Linked DNA regions of Rattus norvegicus: regions 1 and 3 are each linked to region 2. Evidence: chromatin contacts called from public Hi-C data. All regions are on one chromosome and are shown on one strand. The core of a region is the stretch at or near the end of the contact, and the rest is flanking DNA. Distances in the headings are between cores, read along the strand shown.

Region 1 (3,730 bases), core at 860-3,359, 89 kb before region 2:
GGTGTTCATTTCCAGAATAAAGGATGAATGAATCATGGGGTTGAATTATGTGTAGAACAGAACACATCTCTTGAACTTGTCAAGGGAGCTCTCAGACGCCGTAGAGAACAAAGCACCTTTTGGCTTTCAGGAAGAAAGCTCAGGGGCTTAAGACACTGTGGGGTGAGGCAGTACTAGGAAGTGGAGAAAAACTGCCTGGTGGAGTGTCAAAGGATTACCTGAGTGTATGCGAAAGAAGAGACACATAGGGAGCCTCGCCCCTGAAAAACTTCTTCAGTAGACCTTGTATTTACTTACTCTATGCTTTTCTCACACCCATCTCAGGCTGGAGAAGCTTCGTTTACATGGTTCCTGGAGGGTAAAACCAACTGAAGGGACTCACACTACACTTTCCTGCTTGAAAGCAAAACCCACATTCCCAGACTCAAGAAATGATGAGGGGCTCTACTTATTCACCCATGGCTTACGCTTCTTTTAAAGGATCTCGGAGTGTGGGCTTGCAACAGGGCAGCGCTATATCAGGAAGACTAAGCATGCCTTTTCTTTCAAAGAATAAGGCCCTGTGTTACAAAAGGAAGTGGCAACGTCCCTCACTAGGTATCAACCAAAGTTCACACTCTGTCATCGGCAGAATATTTTGTGATGATTATTTGCCCCAGGCTGGGTTTCTTTAGCCATAAAACCCTGACTGCAAGGTTCCTGTCCCAACCTGTGCTTATGAATAGTCTCTGGGAATTCTGATTGAATTCATTCCTTGGGATGTCCAGTAACCAATCACATTCTTCAGTAATTAAAAATGCAGGAATCCCTTGTGAAAGGAAACTTGAGGAGAAATGGAAGAACTCTCACTTCCACACTTTGGTTCCCTGGGTTCCTCCAGGCTTCCTTCAAAGCCAGCTTGAGTGATTGCTGCAGGCTATGGGGGGAAAGGACAGTATCAAATTGGTAGCTATTTGCCCTGGCATAGTGAACTTTTGCCTTGTACAAGAGACCCCCGATAAAACTATAATCTGGAGCATTCTTTTCCCAAACTCCCCAACGGCCTAGTCAGTCCCAGAGGTGAATTCTTGAGTCTTCTGGTTCCCTAGGGAGATCAAGACCTGTCCCCAATAAAGCCATAAATTTTGATTCACACTTCTGAAAGGGCTGAAGGTCCTGCCTGTTGTACTTCTTACAGCAAGAATCTGAGCAGGAGTTGAGAAGAAAAATCAAAACTCCTTCTAGGACAAGATCTCGGGACCAGGATGTTCACTTCTCAGAGATTTAGGGAATCAGTGGTCACCTCGTGTGGACCCATCTCCTAACTTTGTAAGAAAAGTGCAGAGTCTCTCTCTCCTTCATTCCAACTCTCACTTCTAGAATCCTCCCATCCCAGCACCACGGAACCCTCAAAAGCAACAAGTCTTTTTTTTTTTTTTTGACCCCAAGGGCACCACGCCGGCCTTTAATGTCCTCTGCCAGGCAGCTGACTTCACTCAGGACCGCCTGAACCCAGGGCTCCTGTGACGGTACTCCAGGCCGGGGCTCAGCCCTGGCGCACCCCGCTCTGCCCAGAGAACCCCGAGGCCAGGGTTTTGGCTGGGCGTCCGCGATCCGCCCCCGTCTCCATCCACGCGCGCGCCTATTACAGCTCGCTCGCAGCTACACTCCCTCCCCTGAGGGGCCTTGGTGTCCGGGTCGCTCGGCTTCCTGCCGTCCTTCCTCACCGCCAACAACTGCTGCAGTTTAAGGTGACCTGAGACCTAGTGATCCGACCCGGGCCAGTCGCCCCGGCTACATGTCCCTCTCCCCGTCCGTGAGTTGGTCCCGGTGCTCACCGCGAGGGTCAACAGGTGTCCCAGGCCGAGGGCAGGGCTCCCGGAGCGCGAGGATCCCGCTGCCGCCATGGCTAACTCAAGGGACAGGTCACCGCCCCGCACCCGCTGCGCAGAGGTGGAGCGCGCACAGGCACTTTTCTCGCGCTTGTCTGATGCTCCCGCCTCGGTCCCCAGGGGCTTTTCCTCTGGCCGAGGGTGGAGCTCCGGGCAAGTCCAAAAGACTCCAATCGGCCACTCCTTGTTATTTTTCTTGAGTCTTCATGACTTTAAGAACTCAACCGGTGGGAACTCCCTGTGGCCGCCACCCTTTCACCTGTGCAGACGACACCTATATGTCCCTTGTCACCCCCCAGCCCCCACCCCGCCCCGATGGCGGTCTAGCAGGATTAACAGCTGGCCCTGCCCAGCAGAAGGCCTGACTGTACTAAGACTCACCGCGAGCTCTGGCCCTGGCCCCGCCCAGAGCACTGCCCACTGCCTGTGGAGTTACCTGGGGAGGCGGGGAGGGGGTGTAACTCCCAAACCCACAACTGCCCTGGATCAACTGGCTGAGTTACATCTGCCTGAAGCTAGCCTGATAAGATGTGGACTCAAGGGACATTCTACTGTGTAAATCAAAGTCCCACAGACATATAAATAAGGTTCTAACAGGAGTTCCGCCCTAAAAGGTCTCAAGGTTCCGAAAATAGATTGACAGTGACACTGGTTCTATAATTTATCGAGGAAAAGGAAAGAGGGAAGGTGGAAAGGAAGGGAAGGAGGAAGGGAAGGAGGAAGGGAGGGTGGGAGGGAGGGAGGAGGGGGAGGGAAGTAAGGAGACTAGGGAGGGAGGAAGGAAAGAAGGAAGAAAGGAAGGAATAATAAAACAAGTTACTATAGAAACCCATCAACTGAGGCCTCACCATTGGCTAAATGTGGGCCCTCTGATTTCCTCTATGTTGTCTTTTGTGATTTTTTTTTTCTCTGAGCACGTCCCACATGGAGTTCTGGACATTCTGGTACCAATTATTTTTCTCTGTTCTGACATCAGGATTAGAATTCGTGATGAAAAGTGAAAAAGAGCAGGAGTATTCACACTCTGGACTTGACAGCACTTGAGCCCATGAGTTATAACAGAACTTAAGCAGAAAGATTAAACCTGAGAGCTCGGAATTCTGCAGAAGGCCTCGCCGTGCTGACTCATCTGCACCTCTTTTCTAAGACACTATAAAGGCTTCACCAGAAAGGCAAACGTGTCCCTTCCTTATTGCCTGGTTTAAAGACAGTCGCAGAGAGCAAACGTGAAGCGCTGACCACAGCGCTCAGTACCATTTCAATTATTGACACTGCTTCCCCTCTGTGAACGCCCCAGAACGGTGGTAACAGCAACCACACGCTTAATTCAAAATTAATAGTTAATGCCTGACCTGGTGGTTTCTATCAATGTAGGTGTTCTATTGTCTCCAGAACCATAAAATGAGTAGCCCTTGCTAGTGAAATAAGTCTGGGTCATGAGTCTGACTGTCATGTGTTGTTTTCTTATTTCTTAATGCTCATTTGTGCTTGCCCAGTGCTGATTTCATAAATTCCTAGCAACTCACTGGTGATGACATCGCACTGTCCAGCTCCGAGCTTTCTAGAAAACACAGAAGCCAGCGGGTTTCAGCACCACTCCTCTTGCCAACAGGACACTGACACACGCTTTGCTACCCTCAGCCTCCAATACCTTTGGAATGCCTCACGCTCCTCCTCACTAAGGAAAAGGAAGCCATGTGCCAATTAATCTCAGGTAAATGGAGCTTTCCAATGGCAACTTTTATTTGTTTCTTTGTGAAAGTTTGCTCAAGGAATTAGATAAAAATTACAGACTCTAAGTAAATGCTCTGCCGTAAAGGATTAGACTAGCTGGCCATTGCAAACGTCTCCTCGAACCA
Region 2 (3,524 bases), core at 316-2,815:
TGACTTAAATTGTCTCCCTGGTCATATGTAGTTTATAGGTATGTGAATTACTTTATTAAATTTTTTACTTAACAGTCTGACTTTGAGATACAGATATGTGTACCCAACCAATGAACAGAAGCTGCTGACCCCTCTGTTGAATTAGGGAAAAGCCCAAGGAAGCTGAGAAGGAGGGCAAACCTGTAGGGAGACCAGCAGTCTCAATTAATCTGGACCACGGAGATCTCTCAGACACTGGACCACCAACCAGGCAGCATACACCAGCTGAGATGAGGCCTCCAACACAGATACAGCAGAGGACTCCAGGGTCTGGGTTCAGTCAGAGAAGATGCACCTAACCCTCAAGAGACTGGAGGCCCCAGGAAGTTTAGAGGTCAGGTGTGGGTGTAGGGGGACATCCTTGTGGAAACGAGATGGGGGGAGTGGGGGATGGGAGGAGGTATGGGATGTGGAACAGTTGGAGGGTAGACTGAGAAGGGAATAAAATCTGGACTGTAAAAATAAAAGAAATTAAAAAAAAATCTGACTTTGAGCTGTATTTTCATGTTTTTCCTTTCCATTTTTCCTGTGTTTTAGTTAGAAAGACTAAGGTAAATGATCTACACAACCCTTCCTAGTTACTGGGGAAGGCTCCCATGAAGATCGTGGGAAGAAGGTTAGTTGAGTGAGAAGAATTTAGCCAAGGAGCACAGCATAACATTTTGTGTCTCATCTGTACAGTCAGGTGGCTCAAGTCTTATTTTTAACCACTGCACAACCACAGGGTGCTTTTTCCCATCACAAATTGATGAGAGAGTTAAATTTCTTCCAGCTTCTTGGATCCTGTCAACACTTGTTTGCATACTTGTCAGCTTTAGACTCTCTTTCAGGGGGATTCTGCTGTATTACTGGCATTCCCCCATTCCAGGGGCTGTCCTTGCATTTCCTGCAGTTCCTTACACACACACACACACACACACACACACACACACACACACACACACACGTACCCTAATTTCTTGGATTCTTTTAACACATATGAAGTATCTGATTTAATATTCATTTACTAAATGCCATGCCAGTCAGGAAAGTTGACACAGAAATAGCTTTTTACTATTTGTTTATTTTTGCCTGTTCTACATTTTCATAGAAACCAGAAAATCTGGATACCATAACAAGTCTAGATTATTTTTTCCTTCTTCTCTGTTTCTCTGAATTTCCCATTTTGCTGTTAGTCCTGTTTGAGTAAAAAGCATACCTAAGAGTGGACTGAGGATCGCTGACCCCTATGGTGCATAGCGCTGATTTCTTTTTAAACCTGATTTTCTACAAGGTTTTATAACGCAGTCACCAGAGTGAGCAGCAGCTGCGCTCTAGATTAGATAAGAATTTGCTTTAAAAAAAAATGCATTTGATATGGGCAGTTTTCTACCCAGAGTGCCTCTCTCTCTCTCTCTCTCTCTCTCTCTCTCTCTCTCTCTCTCTCTCCTCCCTCCCTCAGTCAGGGATGTTTACAGTGTGGACCATGTCCTTCGTTTGGGTTGTTAGCTCATGGTTAAATAACTTGTTAGTCTGGTTGTTTGCCCCAATGTGGACCGCAACTCCACTCTCAGAGAACCTTTGCCTTTCCCTATTTGCTGCAGGGTGAAGTTTTCCCAACCCCCACTCCAAATAAAGCCGCCTTCCTCCAGGAGCAAAGTCTGTTGCTTTATGGCCTGAAATACTTAAAAACGATTTCGTTGGTTATACAGTTTGGTGTATGGGGGGTGGGGGGCTGTGCATAACTGGAGACGCTACTTTAGGTACTCTGCAGAACAAATGTTCTTCAGCAGGATCTAACCCTCACTAAACACAGCTGGGGATTCGGTAGAATCACATTCTCTCTTGTAAAAACCATAGCCCTGGCAGTGTTGCTGATATGAACTTTGGCACGTCTGCCACCGTTTTTCCTTTTCTCTCCTGATGAATGATCAAAGAGCAACACGATGTGCAAGGCCTCAGACACACGGTAGCGTTTAGTCATAACTACCATTGTCTCTCGGAAGGCCATACCCGTGGGATAGAATGGGGAAATGCTCTCTCGGCTTTAGGAGCACTTCCTCTTTTGTGACATCGCTCATTGTGTTTCCCTGTCCTAGCTCATGAATTTTGTGGATCCCAGGAGAGAGCCCTCCACTCTCTTCTGCTCCTTATCCATACACAGACACACATGGTAAGGTTATCCCATTTCTCATCTTTAAGGGAATGAAGCCAGATTTGCCACCATTTTACTGTCTTTACCTGGGTACCCAGGCAACAGTTAACTGAACCAAAACTCTGGCCTTTAGATAAATGCCAAACTTCTTATTTCAATCTTCTCATTCACTAAGTTTTTCCCACCCCCACCCCAGAGTGGTTTTGACAGAATAACGTCTGAGTTTGCACATGACCTGATCAGGCCTGCACCTACTTCCTCATCTTTATTACTCCAGGAGTTGGTCCCACATATCTTTCAACCTCGGGCTTTGAGTTCTTACTTATCTTTACAAAGATAAAGCAGGAATTATACCTTTCAAAGTTGCTCCTATTACAGGAGGAACCACAATCCTACTATCCACAAAGGACCCTGGGAAAGGTAAAGAGAAACAGACTCAAACAGTGTCACTACAGAACACAGGAGAAAGGAGTTAGGTAGAAAAGTGGCACTGTCTTGACAGAGTTTGACTCTAGCTAAAAGTCATTTCGATGTAGATTTCTTTCCACAAATTAAATGCACTATTTGGTTTTCAAGGGAGGTAATCCAAAATCTGATCATTATTTTATCCCCTTCAAAGTTCAGGATCCCTGGTGGAATCATGGGGCTTCCTCATCAGATCAATAACCTTCCTACCTCTGCCTTAACTCTCAAATAGACAGGAAGAGGGAGAATCCAGCAAAAACTACGAATTGGAATGAAAAGGCCCATGAAACTTGGATGGGGGTTGAGGCTGATTCCTCGATTTTCTGATGAAAGTGCCTTCCTCTTTCCCAGTCTGCTGGCCTCTCATCTTGATATCTGGGAGCTTGTCATCCCTGCTATGTAGGCATTGGAGACAATTTTCTAGGACTGTTTGTTTCTGAGACTTTTGCTTTTTGGGTCTATGTGACTGCGTGTTTATTTATCTTTAATGCCCCTCTTAAGCATATGTATTTACCAACTTCTAAACTTCACCCATGCTTCTTCACATACTCTTTCTGGAAATTTCTAGCCACTTCACCTAGTTCAATTTATGTGTCTTGCACGGCATCACATGTGATACTCTTGTTGGTCATTTTCTGCATGCGAACAGGTTGTTATCTTTCCGGTGTACCACATTTTGTCCTTGTTATTAGTAGATCTTTCAGATTAAAATTTCATAAATTCTTTTTATGTGTGTGATGTTTGTACCACTTCTCGTACCAATTTTATACTCTAATATTATACAAAAGGCTAACATATAAGGTAATTAAGAAGTTGTCAGTGTTCAGTGGTTACAAGCACTGGTTGTTTTTCCAGAGGATCTCAGTTCACATGGTGGCACATAACC
Region 3 (3,431 bases), core at 1-2,500, 66 kb after region 2:
TTTTCTTTTTCCTTTCTTTAATGAGTTTAATGAACAGGGTCAACAACAGCCTGGCAGACCTTTGCTGATGCAAAAACACAGCTTCCATGTCCAGTGAGACATTTATCCTGGAGACAGATACAAGTGGCCATGGCCCAGGGATGTAGATAGGTTCAGGTTGCTCCAAATGCCATGTTCCAATGCAATAAACAATTTCAAAGGTTTTCATAGTAAGAGAACAAAGACAGTTATAAGTCAAGGCATTAGTAGAGTTAAAGTACAGTGCTAGTAAGACTGGGTAGCTGGGAGAAGGCAGAGCAGAAAGTTTTCTGTTACAGCCTCAGATGTTACACAACAACATTCTTGCCTTTGTATTGCTGGAAGTGATGGGCTCTGTTTATGCATTCCAGAAAGGGGGATTTTCAGCTTTAATTCACAAGGACATTAGGTCAAACACAAAGGTAGTTAATAAATATCTATTTTGTAAGCTAAAGATAAGTAAGGCAAGATAAATAACCCTGGGCCCCAAATGTTCCACCCCTCTGTGATTATTGACATTTTAATCAATCAGCCTGAGCCTTAACAAATGTGTAACTTTTTAATGTTCCCCTTTGGGGAGGGAGCTGGAATCGGAGCTCCCTCTAATCCATAATCATGAACTTCTGTTCTCCTTGCCTCCACTTCCCGAGTGCTGGAACCATAGGCATATGGCACCACACCAGGTTTGGTGGCTTATTTTCTGAATAACTAAAAACTGTCACTACTTATCATTTCCAGCATGTGTGACAGGATGGTGTGTTCCAGTAATTGTGGGGGAATTTCGAAATAAGACATTTCGCAAGTGTTCCTGGTGTCATGGGGGTTCTTTGTCTTTGTTTTTGTATGTTAAAAAACAAAGGAAGCTGGAGAAGTGCTCTTCACTTAAGGATCTGCGAACGCTGTGCCGTCTGCCCATCAAAATAAAGGATGGTTTCCAAACTTGGCTCAAGCTGGCCCTGAGGTAAAGCCAGGAGTGACAAAGGTAAGAAGCCGTGTGGAAAGTGAGAGTCTGAGGACGATTGACAGAGGTGACCAAGAGACTAGAGAAAAGAAAGTTAGAAGGGAGGGCCTCACTGAAGTGAGGGACGGAGTCAGCTTCCTGCCGTGATGGTAGCCGTGAGGCCTCCCTCAGGTTTTACAGCTTTCTGGTCTGAGTTTGAACTCAAGGACAGCTCTGTGTAGAAAGAGAAAGTGTGAACTCCAAAGCAGGACTGTCTCCAGCCACCAATTCACAGTCCAGACAAGTCCAGCTCCCTGGTTGGAAGGTCACCATGGTGTAATTTCAAAGCCCTTACAGTAGAGTCTCAATCCAGCTTCATCTGGCCAAGGCAGAAGCTTTCTGTGGGTCCCTTTAAATACAGCTTGTGTGATAAGCACCCTGCAATTCCTGATAATTCTAATATAAAATAAACAGTTCTTGGGCCTCTGAGATGACTGAATGAGTAAAGGCCCTGGTAGCCAAGCCTGATGACCTGACTTTGATCCCTGGGACCCACACAGTGCAGAGAGCCAATTCTTTTTTTTTCCCCCATTTTTTTAAAAAATTGAGTATTTCTTATTTACATTTCAAATGTTATTCCCTTTCCCCGTTTCCTGTCTACCAGTACTCTAACCCCTCCCGCTCCCCTTGTATAAGAATGTTCCCCTCCCCATCCACCCACCCTTACTGCCCAATTCTTAAAAGTCTGACCTTCATATGCCCATCAGGGCATGCACACATATATACACATATATACACATATATACACATATATACACATAATACACACACAGAAAATAACTACATGTAATAAAAATGTTTGAAGTACTAAGTAAATAAGCAGCCCTCCCTCGGTGCTCTCGGCTTACCTGAATTAAATGAACATATATAAGACAAGAGTCGTCACTGTTCACAAAGGTCTAGCACTCACTGTTAAGCTGTGTCATTCTATTTAGCTCTCAGAGCTGACAGGGGAAAGTCTTACTTTATTATCTTTCTGCAAATGTGTAAACTTGGAAAGAGAAAGTTGAGGTAGCCTGGTGTAGGCCACATGGCTCGTAACCACTATAACAGAGACAGCTGACACACCAGCCAGCCTGGGGTCCAGACTCTCAGCCAACCCACTCTGAAGAAAGTCTGCAACCAAAAGAGTGAGTGCATCGGACCGTTGTGCTTCCGGAAGCTCATTCGGCACTGGAAGCATTCGAAGCCATCTGTTGTGTTATGATCTTATCTCTCGAATGTTGGTGGATAACTTCAGGTAATTTCCTGTGATGTTATATCCTGGTCTCACTGCCAGATGGCCAGGAGGCCGTTTCTAATATTTATCTTGAATCTCCCTCTATGTGATGGAGAGGCTTTGTCACAGACTTAGTCTTACGAGACGACTATACACACGGCTGGAAAGGTGGTTAAGAGCATTTGCAGAAGACTGGAGTTCTGTTCCCGGCATCCATATGGTGGCTCGTAAGTGTCTGCAACTCCAGTTCCAGGGGATCTAATGCCATCTTCTGGCCTCCGAGGCCACTGCATACACATGGTACACATAAACATGGAGGTGAACACTTATACATATAAAAAAATTTAAAAATGTTTTTTAAAAAACATATTCCCTGGATTGAATAATTCTCCTGAACATACAATGTTCCTTTCCCAAATCCAAACTTGTTTATTTTCATGCCTTGGAGAATGTTTATTTTAGCTCAATTTCTTTTGTTTTTATTTATTTATTTATTTATTCATTCATTCATTTATTTATTTATTTATTTATTTATTTATTTATTTATTGTCTTCCTTTGCTTGGCTTTGTTTTAGTAGTGGCGGGCACAGGGTTGCATGTGTATGTAGCCCAGGCTGGCCTCAAGCTCAGCCATGTAACTGAGGGTAACCTTCAACTCCTAATCTCCTGCCTCCACCCTCCTGCCCCCCAGTTCAGAGAGCATGAGTACACACCACGGTTTATGCTGTTGCTAAGGATGGAGCACAGGGCTGTGCTCACGCTGTGTTTGGCCTTGCTCCGGCCGAGCTACACCCTCAGCCTCTCTCTCCATTATCTCTCAGTTTAGGCAAAGCTGCTGGATGAATTAGTTCTCTGCATTCACTCCTCTCTTCCCTAGACCCCTCCCTCCAGCTTTTCCACGCCTCAGTTTCTCAGAAATTGGAACCAACCAATAGTCAATGTCGTGTGCTCAGTATAATGTGATTGCACTGAGTATAGAAAGCATTGAGGCCCCGCGTGCACACTTCCTGTTCTGCCTCCCTGCTCACCCATCTCTACACTCACTGGCCAGCTCCGAGTCCCCTTCCTAAACGCTCAGGGTTTTTTGTTTGTTTCACTCCCGAGATCCAGCACTGTCGCTCATCTTTCTCCCTCCACCCTATTGACTTTCTCCTCTTCTCTCACGCACGGTCTGAAAAATTATGTAGACAATGG

What was found. Hi-C and Micro-C count contacts between places; a contact is called where the count stands out from the background.
Region 1: a Hi-C map of liver shows a contact between it and region 2, with 2.2 times the contacts expected there. The contact joins the promoter of Dsc2 here to the enhancer-like site in region 2. A contact is called at or near these places in 4 of 12 Hi-C or Micro-C datasets (kidney, liver and mammary epithelial cells).
Region 3: a contact with region 2 is called in a Hi-C map of liver, with 4 times the contacts expected there. The contact joins two enhancer-like sites. A contact is called at or near these places in 3 of 12 Hi-C or Micro-C datasets (kidney, liver and mammary epithelial cells).

Annotation. Positions count from the first base shown.
Region 1 is chr18:11,755,357-11,759,086 of GRCr8, forward strand. Dsc2 (desmocollin 2) reads right to left here and starts at 2,110. Exons shown (of 16, transcript NM_001033688.2): 1 at 1,818-2,110. The coding sequence starts at 1,886.
Region 2 is chr18:11,844,921-11,848,444 of GRCr8, forward strand. No RefSeq gene overlaps it. Among named protein-coding and RNA genes, the nearest start is that of Dsc1, 43 kb to the left of the region's middle. Within about 2 kb of position 1,566, at least 2 of the 93 cell types and tissues checked have an H3K27ac peak or open chromatin away from gene starts, as enhancers often do. A contact at or near this core is called in liver, where this site is marked.
Region 3 is chr18:11,910,766-11,914,196 of GRCr8, forward strand. It overlaps the pseudogene Api5-ps1. Among named protein-coding and RNA genes, the nearest start is that of Dsg1, 36 kb to the right of the region's middle. Within about 2 kb of position 1,251, at least 2 of the 93 cell types and tissues checked have an H3K27ac peak or open chromatin away from gene starts, as enhancers often do. A contact at or near this core is called in liver, where this site is marked.